4 separate regions of the Mus musculus genome follow, and regions 2, 3 and 4 are each linked to region 1. The links are chromatin contacts, called in public HiChIP or PLAC-seq maps. All regions are on one chromosome and are shown on one strand. Each heading gives the region's core, a stretch centred on a gene start, on an enhancer-like site or on the middle of the called end of the contact. The rest is flanking DNA. Distances are from core to core; before and after follow the strand shown.

Region 1 (2,700 bases), core at 69-2,568:
TCAATGAATGACTTAATCAAGCATTCGTCCTAATAAAGCACAATAGATCATCCGATCTATGATTACTGCATTAGATCCCTAGATGAACCGAATACCCAAGATCAGATGTATAAGTTTTTAAGTGACAGTTCTAGCTGTCACACACACCCCGAAATATCACCAGTCTGACACGGTTACAATTAGGGAGTCGGGGGTTGGGGGTGTTGGGGGAGGGTTCTTGTATTTTATATAAAACCTTTAACAGTTAAAAACTGCTCGGACGTGCTAAAAGAAAGGGATATTCAAGCCGTGGACATCAAGGGGAGGTGGACAGGCTGTCACCTGGGTGGAGTCCTAGGGGCTGGGCTGTGGAACGAAGCCTTCGGAAGGCCCACCGAGCAGGGGCGGGTGGTGAGGAGGTGCAAAAGGCACAGAGGCTGCCCTCCCACCCGGTAGAGTCTAGGGCTAGGAGGGGTAGCTCCAGGCTCGACTCTGGACCCCAAAGGCTAGTCCGGGGCGGGGGCAGGGCGGATATCCCAGGGAGCGCTGCAGGAAATGATATCCAGACTGGGAGGGTGGGTCTAGGAAGCGGCCAGGGCGATGGCCGGGAGTGGGGGGAGTGCAAACGGAGGATGTGGCTCCGGAGCGCAGAACCAGGGAGGCCCGGCGCGGGTGCGAGCAGTGAGAGGCGCAGGGGGGCGAGCGGCACCTTACTCACCCCACTCGAGGAACTCCGCCACATACTTGTCGCGGCGCAGCGCCGAGTGGCTGCACTCGGTGTAAAGGCACACCAGCACGTCCAGCAGCGTCTCCACGCTCAGGGCGCTATCGTTGCGCCACGGCCCGTCCAGGAGCAGCTGCTCCAGCTTCTTGAGCCGCACCTTGGCCGACATGGTGCCGCGCGGCCCGCTCCCCACGCGCCGGCCTCTCTCCGTCCGTGCGCCCCGGCGTCAGAGCCAGCACTCCCCGGCCCGGCGGCCGCGCACCCCGGCGTCCAGTAGCCGCACAGTCCTTGTCGTCGCAGCCCGGCCTAGGCCGACATCTTGGGCTCCGTCCCGGCGGCACCGAGTCTGGGGCACCGGGCCCCGCGGGTCCATGGGCCGGTCTCCTCCCCTAGGCGCCGCCCGCACGCCGTCCCCGCCCTCGGCGCCTGGCCGCGCCCTCGCGCGCGCCGTCACCGACCCGGACCGCGGCGGAGCCCAGCACCGCGTACACCCGGCCGGCGCCCGAGCCCCGACCTCAGCCCGGCCAGCCGCCCAGCCCGCGACCTGCAAGCCAACCAGGGCGCGGCCAGCGCGGCGCAGCCAACCACCGCGGGGCCGATCGCCGCCGCGCTGACCTCAGCGCGACGCCCCGCCCTCGGCCCGCGGCGATCCTCCGCTCTTTGGGCCTCGCGGTTCGCCGTAGGGACGGTGTGGGGCGGGGTACCCAGTGCGAAACCGAGATTGCGGGTGGCGCACGCGCACAGGAGCGCGGGCGGGGCGCCCAGCCGCGCTGTGTGCGCCCTGGGTCCCATAGTTCGGCTCTGTTCCCGATCCTCGGGACCGACCCTCGTGGCCTAGCGAGGCAGCTGTCCGGCGCGACCCCCGGGTCATTACTGCTGGGTTTCGGTTGAGCTCGTCTGAGCTGTGAACCGACAGTGCTCTGGGTCCCAGTGCGCACGGGAGACGCGGGCGGGGCACCTGCCGGGAGGCTCCGGGGTCCGCTGGACGCGCGCTCCCCACTGGGCACGCGCCGCTGGGGATGCGCAGTGCCCTGTCTCATCGGTTCAGAGTCTACCCCGTGACTGATTATTAGGGTGTCGACCTGGTGGGGAGTAGACTGTTGTCTCCAGGCGAGTCGCCGCTTTCACTCAGTTGGACGGCTCAGAAGGTTGATGTAAAACATCCCTTATGACATCCCCAACCTCCGCAGAGGAGGAGCCCTTTGTGGACCCCAAGGTTGCTTCAAAAGAATGGGGGCTTGTGGTGCAGCAGAGGCGGGGCAGGTGGGGTTTGGAAGCCGGAAGCTGAGAGGAGCCTGAGGCAAAGCGCAGGGTGGAAAGCCGAATGGCGACTCCAGCAGGAAGCGACTGAAGAGTCCCTGCCTGCTGGGAATGATGTATGACTTGGTTGGGGTTACGAAGCACACACATAAGCCTCCAAACTGCCCTCAAAATTCACGCGCGTCAGTATGTGTGTGTATCTAACTTAGTTTTTAAGACGCAGGCAAAATAGCCCGGTATTGTAGGTTGGATAGAGCGAACCCTTGTCAGATCTTTATTATTGTGAAGGAATCTATACACATATAAAGTATATTCACGAGTTACTGCATGTGTGTGATGCCCAGTTGTTTAAACTTAAAAATTAAAGCCCAAGAGAATCATCCTACCCAAAACTAAAGTCTGAGCAGCCAACTGCATTTTTTTTTCCTTGACAGCCCTCTTGCTTTTTCTTTGTCCCGTAAGCTTGCCCACGAGAGTGTCTTCTTTGGCTGGCCCTGTCACACTTCCAGCCACTCCCAACGGACAACTCTGAGTCCCTTCTCTGATTGCATGCTGCTGGACTATTTAATCCCTCCAAATTAGGACTTTGCCCTTGCACCCCGGTACCAGTCTGAGGTGCCCAACCCAACTGCCTTCAGTGCGTCTGCTCATCCCAGATCTGTTTCCGCACTGCCTTTTAGGACGCCGTCCACCCCTGGGACAGATCAGACCCAGGTGTACTCTGTAAGCTTCCTTTG
Region 2 (2,700 bases), core at 133-2,632, 92 kb after region 1:
TTCCACTGTCACACTCTGGGGGAACCTGCAGTTTGCCTGTGGCTAGGGCAGAGCAGCCTGAAGGAAGGACTCCAGGGGCAGGATGGTCGTCAGAGACCTAGGCCCGAGGGCCAATTCCCAGGCTTAGTCAGAGTCCAGAACTTCAAGCCAAAGGTTTCATGACTGGCTTGTGTGTCCTCCTTGCCCTCTGGTGTTCATGACTCTTAACTCCACTCCCTGGCAAGCTCTGCTCCAGAGCCCCAAGGTGTGCCTGAGCCCTTGGGGCCTTCACAAGGATTCGGCCTCCCCCACTAACCTTCAGGGCTGGAGAGGAAGGGACCACTGGACAGGAGCCTGTGGCCCTTGAATCCAGAGGAAAAGCTGTGAGTTTACTTCAGCCATTCCACACAGAGGTGTCATTTGGAAGAGCGGGATCTAAGGATGGTTCCAGAGTCCTTTGGTAAGGACTGTGCTGTCCTGAGGATTTCTAGACTGATTTAAAAACAAAACAAGGGCCAGTGACAGGCTCAGTGAGTAAGATCACTTCCCTGCCCAAACGGACAATCTGAATTTGATCCTAGGAACCCACATGGTAGAAGGAGAGAACCCTCAGACCTCGGCGTGTGTGTGAATACACACACACACACACACACACACACACACACCTAAATAAATATACAAACTTTTTGTTGTTGTTGCCGGTTGTAAACCAATGGGATCTTTCTGATCCTAAAAGATATGGGGCATCAGGCAGAAGGAAGAAAGCGAACCGGAGGAGAGGGGCCCCATCTTACCCAGGAAAGTAGCCAACAGGAAGGTGGTCAGTTCGGGGCCATCCCCTCCCGATTTGCTCTGGGAAAAAGGGACCAAGCCCAGGACAGAGCAGAAGCTGTGTTATGCATGGAGTCACCAAAGCAGTTCAATCGTGTTTTCTTCGCTGTTAGAAGAAAATCTGTAAATATTGCTTTTGGAAGAGTAGGGTGACGAAGCAGAGTCCTTGATGGCTGATGGCAGATCCATCAACCCTCTGCTATTAAACTCTGGGGCTCCTTCTGGATGTTGTCTTGACAACATGTGTCTAGGTTCCTTCTGTTTAAGAGACTGTGTCTCAGATTGTTGGCCCCCAGACAGGTTTCTGGGATCCAAGATCCTTTGTAAGGCAGTGGGTCCAGGATCTGCACTGGTGGGGTGGGGGGCACTCAGTGCCTCAAGAATGACCCTGGATACCGTGGGCTGCAGAAACTCATCTAGAGTCTCCGAAAGTCCCGGGGTCCTTTGAGGAAAAGGAAGTTAGGTCTTGATCCCAAAGCTGCAGGAGGCTCCCCGGAGTTGCAGCCCCTGGAAAGCAGCTACCAGAGGAGAAAACCACGTACAGGCGCAACTGTTCGTTCATTGAGCTGGTTTCGCCCCCTAGTGGTGGACTCAAGTCCTCTCCCAGGTATGTTCCTCCCAGGCTCTGGGTACCCATCAGGACTGCAGGCAGCTGAGGGGTAAGTTAGGTGTATGTGAAGCCTAGACCTCACCCACTTTTTGCTAATGAACTCTCCTGAGTGCTTGGATTATAAGAGTAAGCCAACAGATCTAACTATCTCTTTTTTATTTTTATGATTTTGTTGTTGTTTTTGGAGATAGAGTTTCTCTGTGTAGCCCAATGTCTTGGAACTCACTGTACAGACCAGTCTAGCCTCTAATTCAGAGATCTGCCTGCCTCTGTCTCCCAAGTGCTGGGATTAAAGGCATATGTTACCACTGCTCCGTGTGCATCTCCAAATATTTAATGAGAATATAGTGCATTTTAACTGTAAGTTTAAGTTGTTGTGAAGAATGCAATGCCTAACCTGCTGGGAGCATTGGTTATTTTTGCTGTTTGTTGGTTGGTTGGGTTTTGTTTGTTTGTTTTGTTTTGTTTTGAAGTGTTCTGACAGAGGCTCTCAGGGAGACTACACTAGCTTTAAAAGCTTGTCTCCCAAGTACTGGGATTATCAAAATTCGATTTTTAAGATAATATCTCATTTTGTTGCCAGGCAAGGCTGAAACTCTTCCAGCTGAACTTGAACTCATGGCAATTCTCCTGCCTCCATCTCTGAGTGCTGGGATGGCAGATGACAGCCACCACGTGGTCTCACAGAATCATGCAAGCCCTCCACCCCTGTGACTTATCATTCTTGCCTTGCTCTTTCGGCAGACCTGGGGCACATCCTGGTGTCTTGTCTTCTGCGGTCCTTCCAGAGTTCTTGTTTGGCTGCTGTGCTGGAAGGGCGGTCTCTCCATCCATGCACATCTGAGCATTTCTGTATCTGGCTTTGCATGTGAGCTGGTTTTCTTTATTTCCCCATACCCGGGTTTCATTTCCAATCTTACATTTCTAACAGTGTTCTTCTTCTTCTTTTTTTTTTTTTTTAATTTGGGCTGACTCAGCCATTCTGCTTGTAATGTTTTATCCATCCCCTCTCCTTTCTTCTGCAGAGACTCCATGCACATGTAGAGAAGGCTAGATGAAGTGATCTTATGGTCCACTAATGCGCCATTTCTACCTTTAAATATTGTTTTATTTATGTGTCGGCAAAATGTACGTGAATGTGGGTGCCCAAAGAGGCCAGAAGAAGGGAGTGTTACAAAGCTGGAGTTACAGCTGGTTTTTAGCCATAGTGCTGAGAATCAAATTCAGGTCCTCTGCAAAAGGAATATCTACTTCTAACTGCTGAGCCCTCTGCTCCGCTC
Region 3 (2,700 bases), core at 196-2,695, 68 kb before region 1:
GTTCTGAAGGGGAGAGACGGGTCCTAGCTACAAGCTGCACAGCGGACCCCAGGGCCCACAGAGCACCCACAGGGCTTGCAGTCTTACCTCCTGCTGCTCTGTGCTCGTGGCTACAGACACTGATGGGGACAAGTCCATCTTTGAAGCCTGTGTTTCCTGGTCACTAGCTGAGCTGGTCTGTAAAAAGAAAAGGTGTCATTTTTCCTGGACAATAGTATATTGTCAGGGCCTGGGGTCCCCTGTACCCTGCCCCCAGGTCTCACCACGAACTGTTTCCTCACAAGTATTCCGTCATTTACAGGGACTGGCAAGTCACTATTATTGTCAATAGGAAGATGGTGCCTGGCCACCCTGTAACATAGGCTGTCTCGCCTCCAGCCATTATAAACTAGGAACCAGGGCCTAGGCGTAGTGCGCGCCTCTAATCAGCACTGAGTCTGAGGCCAACCTGCACTAAAGAATGAGCTCTAAAGGCCAGCAAAGGCCACACAGTAAAAACCTATCTCTTAAAAATAAAGCAACTAGGGCTGGTGAGATGGCTCAGTGGGTAAGAGCACCCGACTGCTCTTCCAAAGGTCCAGAGTTCAAATCCCAGCAACCACATGGTGGCTCATAACCATCCGTAACGAGATCTGATGCCCTCTTCTGGTATATCTGAAGACAGCTACAGTGTACTTACATATAATAATAAATAAATCTTTAAAAAAAATATATATATATATAAAAAAAAATAAAGCAACTAGGAAAATCACCCTCAGGCGGTCCTCAGACGGCCCAGACGCTTAACCTCCCTCCCTCCTTCCAGAAATCACGTGAATCTACCGCTCCCTCAGGGCCCTGACAGCTAGAGCTGGCACTTCAGCGAACACAGGGTCTTCCTCTAACAATCCCTGCACTCACAGGCACCTCACGATTGGCTCTCTGGAGTGAACCTCTCTGCGGGTGTAGCCCTCATACAACATTGCGTGGGTGCAGTGTTTGGCTACTCCCAGTGCACAAAAGTACTCGGAAATGTGCAGAAGCGCCTACAAGTCTACAGCTGAACTGTGTCCTGCTTTTGATCCAAAAGCACCGTGCACACCTTCCGACAGCTGCGGATCAGACCCTGAGGAGGACTCCACATTCTGAGGGGAGGAGAGACTAGGGGTCACACACAGCACAGGTACAACTGCATTCTGCAGTGGTGGAGTTGGTAAAGGACCTCTGTGGACAGGGACATTAATTAGGTAGTGAGCAGAGCTAGTAGTTATGAGTACCACCCACAAGGCAAGTTAAACAGGTCAGCGATCCAGCTGGTAAGTGAAGAGCAAGCCAATGGAGTCAGTTTTAGCGGCATGAAAGCCGTTTCCTTAGTTGTTAATCAAAGGACGCAGACTCAGAAGTCAGGGCACGCGGGGCACTGTCTCCGAGCAGCCCGCGGAAGGGGAACTGCAGTCACTTACGTCCTCCCACAAGGCTAGCAGAGAAGATGCAGATGAGGAAGAGAGCGAGTCCTTGGTGTAACAGACAGGAGGAACACAAATGATCATTTCCCACCCAGTAAACCCTGGCAAGAAAGTCCAATGAGGCTCCATGGAGACCCGGCTCTAGCATTCAGCAGCATGTTTAATCTGGCAGGGGAAAGAGCTCCCAGGAGAGCTCGGACCCCAATGCAGCTGAGGGTGCTCTCTCCTAGGAAACACATCCACACTCAGGTGAACAGTGTTGAACAGGGTCTAGACATGGGCAACATGCTGGACAGCGAACGAGGCGTGCTGCTCCGCCTCCATGTCTAACTCGTCCATGCTGTGACAGTCACCCAGCTCTTCCATTTACCCCCTGATAAGGTTTGTCCAAGGTGAGAAATTACTTTTATAATGGATCTGCTTAAGAACTGAGGACTTGCTGGGCGTGGTGGTCACACTTTTAACCCCAGCAGAGGCACGTGGATCCCTGAGTTTGAGGCCAGTCTGGTCTACAGAGTGAGTTCCAGGACAGCCAGGGCTACACAGAGAACCGCTGTGGAGTCAAGTCAAACAGCTGAGTGACTTGAACGCCCCCCTGGTGCCCTGGAAGTGTTACAACATCCCCACGTGGTCACCCGTGACTACTACCTACAAACGGGTTGGGGGTGGGGGCGCCACGCCCTTGCCACTTCAACCCAGCGATGCATTTGCAAAGTGAACTCTGAAGAGAAAAGAATTTGTCTCCTGTTCAGACAATGCCAACACTGCCTCCTACCTCGCACACACCACGCATACACCACACACACACCACGCGCACACCACGCACAGGGAACATGATGTAAACCCAGAGTGTGGGCATTCCCCTTGTCCTAAGTGGGACAGACAGGCCATTTAGATGGCGCCTGATGATTAAATGCCACCAGTGGCCTCCGGTACATCGTGAACAGGGAGAGCAGTTGTCCAGGACACAGGCAGGTCTACTCTGAGCCGAAACTCACTGCTGGTACAGCCTTAGGATGGCACTGAAGTTCACGGAGAAGAACCTGAGTGCCAGGGGGGAGTGAGGGTGAGGTGTCCTGGGTCGCTGCTGTCTGTAAACCACTATCAGCTAAGAAGCTGTCAGCGAGGGAGTCAAGCAGAGAAAAAGCAAGTGTGCAAGCGGAGCACACACCAGGTGAGGGCGTGCACGCTCAGTATGTGCACGCTCAGTATGCCCCACTCTGACTGGGCTGGTGGGTCAACACCACCATCAGGT
Region 4 (2,769 bases), core at 251-2,750, 110 kb before region 1:
CCACCATTCACAAGTGTACCATCACCAGACAGACGTCACAGCATCCATCCATCCGTTACCACAAACTTGACCCCAAGGTGATTCCTCTAACACCCCTACTGTGGCAAAACACCTGGCAAAGGTGGCCTCAGGAAAGAAAAGTGTGTTTGGGCTTACAGTTGGAGGAGACGGCAGGGAGGGCATGAGGCGGCTGGTCATACTGGTATGTCATACACATCGCGCTGTGGTATGGCTCAGGAAGCAGAGAGGAAGACTTTCCACAGTCAGTGCAGGTCTGGCCCGATCAGTGTCTGGAGAGACCTTCACAGCCACAGCCAGAGGTGTGTCTGGGGTGAACCTGCTAAGCTGGCTGTGAAGTCACACCATGCAACCCACCAACCAAACCTCATCTGCCCACAGTTCACCCACACTCCTCCCTGGTATCTTCTTCAGGCATCCATTTTTGCCCCACAGGGACATGTGACTGGGCGGGGCTGGATGACAAGAGACAACTCCCGAGTGACATGTTGACCTCTGGGCTGGGAAGCTTCTTGCCTGGGGTAGCCTCTCATTACCCCGTTTGCCCGATCTCCATCCTCTTTCCGGCCCTGCCAAGGGACCCGCCTCATCTACTGTCTGTTTCCACTCATCCCACATAAAATCTGTTACCTCTCCTCGACCTTCCTGTTACCTCAGCCAACACTCCTTGCAGATGGACCCCACCAGCATCTTCACCCCACTTTCCCAGCATCCTCAGTCTGCCATCCACCAGACATCCCTTCCGGTCCACTCTTCCCCCCCACACACACAACCTAGTCATGTCTACAGCTGCCATCACTCCCACCCAGCCACCACCCACTGTCCCCTACCCACTCATCCACAGCTATCAGTGAGCCACCCTCTACCATTAGCCCAGTCACTCTCCAGCCACTGTCATCCCCATTGCTATCAGGAATTTAACATCCAACACCAGGTGCCACTGTCAATGATGTACTCACAGAAGCCCTCCTCAAGCCACTGCCACCACCGTTTGGTGACTGGCCCACCCGTCATTTCTCTCACTGGTGATTCTCCATTCATCGTGCACCCTGCCTGTCACCTCTAACCTGCCTTCATGGCCAGCCTACCCAGGCACGTCACTCTCTGCCTTAGCTCTCTTTGTTCTCTTCCAGGACCTTCACGCGCCTTTGACATCCCTTCCGGTCTGTTCTGCAACCCACACAATCCCTGCAGAGCACACACCCAGGCTAAGACTTCAGGCCTGGAGAAGATGGGCAAAGATGGCTGAGTTCCAGGGTTCTTGGCCACCTCCACACCGTGTCACCGGGAAAGTCAGGACGACACCCTCTTATTGGGTACCCAGGGTCCTGGGTCCTAAAGGGCAGATGCTAAAGCCGCTGAGAAGATTCCTCCAAGGGCCCTCAGGAGACAGCTGGGCGATCCCAAGGTAAATGTGTAACATCTGGGCGCCCCCTGTCCCTCAGCCCCGCCCGGTCACGTGGGGCCCTCGGAGCGAAGTCCGCATCTGTGAGAGCCTCGGCGGAGAGATGGGTGCTCTGGGCCGGGTCCTGCTGTGGCTGCAGCTCTGTGGTAGGCCCCGTGTCCCCCTGGGTCTGGACCTTGATTGAGGCTGAGGTTTCTCTAGGAAGGGTCGCGATCGCAGGAGAGGTTGGGATATGGAGGTGGCGTTGGCAGCCTGCCTCAATTTCCCGGTCCTCTGGCGTGGGTTGGTAAAGTTTCCAAAGCCCAGGAAGTGGAGAAACCGCAGCCTATTCCCGTGGACCTCCCAGCCCCTGGCGCCTCCTCTGTGCACAATCGGGACAGGGTCGCCAACTCCGGGCTCTGGGACCCCTCTCTGCCCCAGTGAGCTTCCCGCCAGAGCTCTTTCCTAAGGGCCGATTCCCCTCCGACCCCCCCCCCCCCGGGCAGTCAGAGTGCTGTGAATAGAGACGACGTTCCGAGGGAGGAGAAGGGCATGTTTGCGCGGGTTCTGTAGATCAGCTAAGAGTGCGCCTGAGAACGCCGCGGTGGGGCCTGACCGCCTTGCGCTGTGTGCACCTCTGCCGCGCCTCTTTGGAAAGTCGCCTTCCCAGAAGGCGACACTCAGCCTTCCTTTCTTTAGCAATGACTCGGGCCGCCTACAAACTTTGGGTCCCCAATACCTCCTTCGATACTGCCTCCAACTGGAACCAGAACCGGACCCCGTGCGCGGGAGATGCGGTTCAGTTCCCGGCGGACAAGGTACCTTGGTGGGGGGTTGAGGGGATGAACTGGAGGTGGGGAGGTCGGTCAGCCTCGCGCCTAACGCCACCTCTTGCTGCAGATGGTGTCGGTCCTGGTACGAGACAGTCACGCCATCTCGGATATGGTAAGGCTCGGGGCTGTGGCCTCAGCGGGCATGGCTGGCCCTGGGTCGTGCGCCGCCATGGAGCCTCTGGGTAGAGACAATCTCTGGGAAAGGACATCAGAGAGTACGTGGGGTCTCCCAGTCCAGCTCCACTGTCCCCTCCCCCACAGTATCTAAGTGCAGGGTGGGCTCTGGGAAACGTGCCTGCCCTTCCCTTCCTGGAGGCCATGTTAACAAGCTACCAGTGGCCCAGCTAGCCGGAGGGTGAGGAGCAAGAGGTTAAACAGCCCCTGCCTCCCCTCATGCTAAGGCTATGTGCTTTATAAATAAAGGCTGATGGTCCCGAGACCCTAGTTCAGACCCTGTGGTTGGAGCTAAGAATGAACTCTCTCTCTCTCTTCCTTTCTTCCTTAATTCCTTTTCTTTTGGTTTTTCTAGACTGT

Evidence for each region. HiChIP or PLAC-seq counts read pairs in DNA pulled down with a chosen protein or histone mark.
Region 2: a contact with region 1 is called in an H3K4me3 HiChIP or PLAC-seq map of bone marrow-derived macrophages, with 3 times the contacts expected there. The contact joins the enhancer-like site here to the promoter of Cdc42bpb in region 1. A contact is called at or near these places in 3 of 39 promoter capture datasets (embryonic stem cells, hematopoietic stem and progenitor cells and stem cell-derived epiblast-like cells), 7 of 115 datasets of contacts at active chromatin or transcription factors (bone marrow-derived macrophages, embryonic stem cells, microglia and 1 more) and 3 of 9 other capture datasets (adipose tissue, liver and pancreatic islet).
Region 3: a contact with region 1 is called in an H3K4me3 HiChIP or PLAC-seq map of bone marrow-derived macrophages, with 2.4 times the contacts expected there. The contact joins the enhancer-like site here to the promoter of Cdc42bpb in region 1. A contact is called at or near these places in 5 of 115 datasets of contacts at active chromatin or transcription factors (bone marrow-derived macrophages, embryonic stem cells and intestinal villus epithelium) and 3 of 9 other capture datasets (adipose tissue, liver and pancreatic islet).
Region 4: a contact with region 1 is called in an H3K4me3 HiChIP or PLAC-seq map of embryonic stem cells, with 38 read pairs. The contact joins the promoter of Amn here to the promoter of Cdc42bpb in region 1. A contact is called at or near these places in 7 of 39 promoter capture datasets (the HPC-7 cell line, HPC-7-derived erythroid cells, the SN4741 cell line and 4 more), 6 of 484 Hi-C or Micro-C datasets (B cells, cerebral cortex, embryonic stem cells and 2 more), 5 of 115 datasets of contacts at active chromatin or transcription factors (bone marrow-derived macrophages, embryonic stem cells and forebrain) and 3 of 9 other capture datasets (adipose tissue, liver and pancreatic islet).

Annotation. Positions count from the first base shown.
Region 1 is chr12:111,376,400-111,379,099 of GRCm38.p6, forward strand. It overlaps Cdc42bpb (CDC42 binding protein kinase beta), which reads right to left and starts at 1,319. Exons shown (of 37, transcript NM_183016.2): 1 at 698-1,319. The coding sequence starts at 872.
Region 2 is chr12:111,468,314-111,471,013 of GRCm38.p6, forward strand. No RefSeq gene overlaps it. Among named protein-coding and RNA genes, the nearest start is that of Gm266, 16 kb to the right of the region's middle. Within about 2 kb of position 1,383, at least 16 of the 459 cell types and tissues checked have an H3K27ac peak or open chromatin away from gene starts, as enhancers often do. A contact at or near this core is called in bone marrow-derived macrophages and trophoblast stem cells, where this site is marked.
Region 3 is chr12:111,308,021-111,310,720 of GRCm38.p6, forward strand. Cdc42bpb (CDC42 binding protein kinase beta) reads right to left here. Exons shown (of 37, transcript NM_183016.2): 22 at 88-177. Among named protein-coding and RNA genes, the nearest start is that of A230087F16Rik, 25 kb to the left of the region's middle. Within about 2 kb of position 1,446, at least 10 of the 459 cell types and tissues checked have an H3K27ac peak or open chromatin away from gene starts, as enhancers often do. A contact at or near this core is called in bone marrow-derived macrophages, where this site is marked.
Region 4 is chr12:111,269,596-111,272,364 of GRCm38.p6, forward strand. Amn (amnionless) reads left to right here and starts at 1,501. Exons shown (of 12, transcript NM_033603.3): 1 at 1,501-1,569; 2 at 2,102-2,220; 3 at 2,303-2,347. The coding sequence starts at 1,527. It overlaps Gm51960 (a long non-coding RNA gene), which reads right to left. Exons shown (of 3, transcript XR_003950150.1): 2 at 2,225-2,430; 3 at 1-1,620.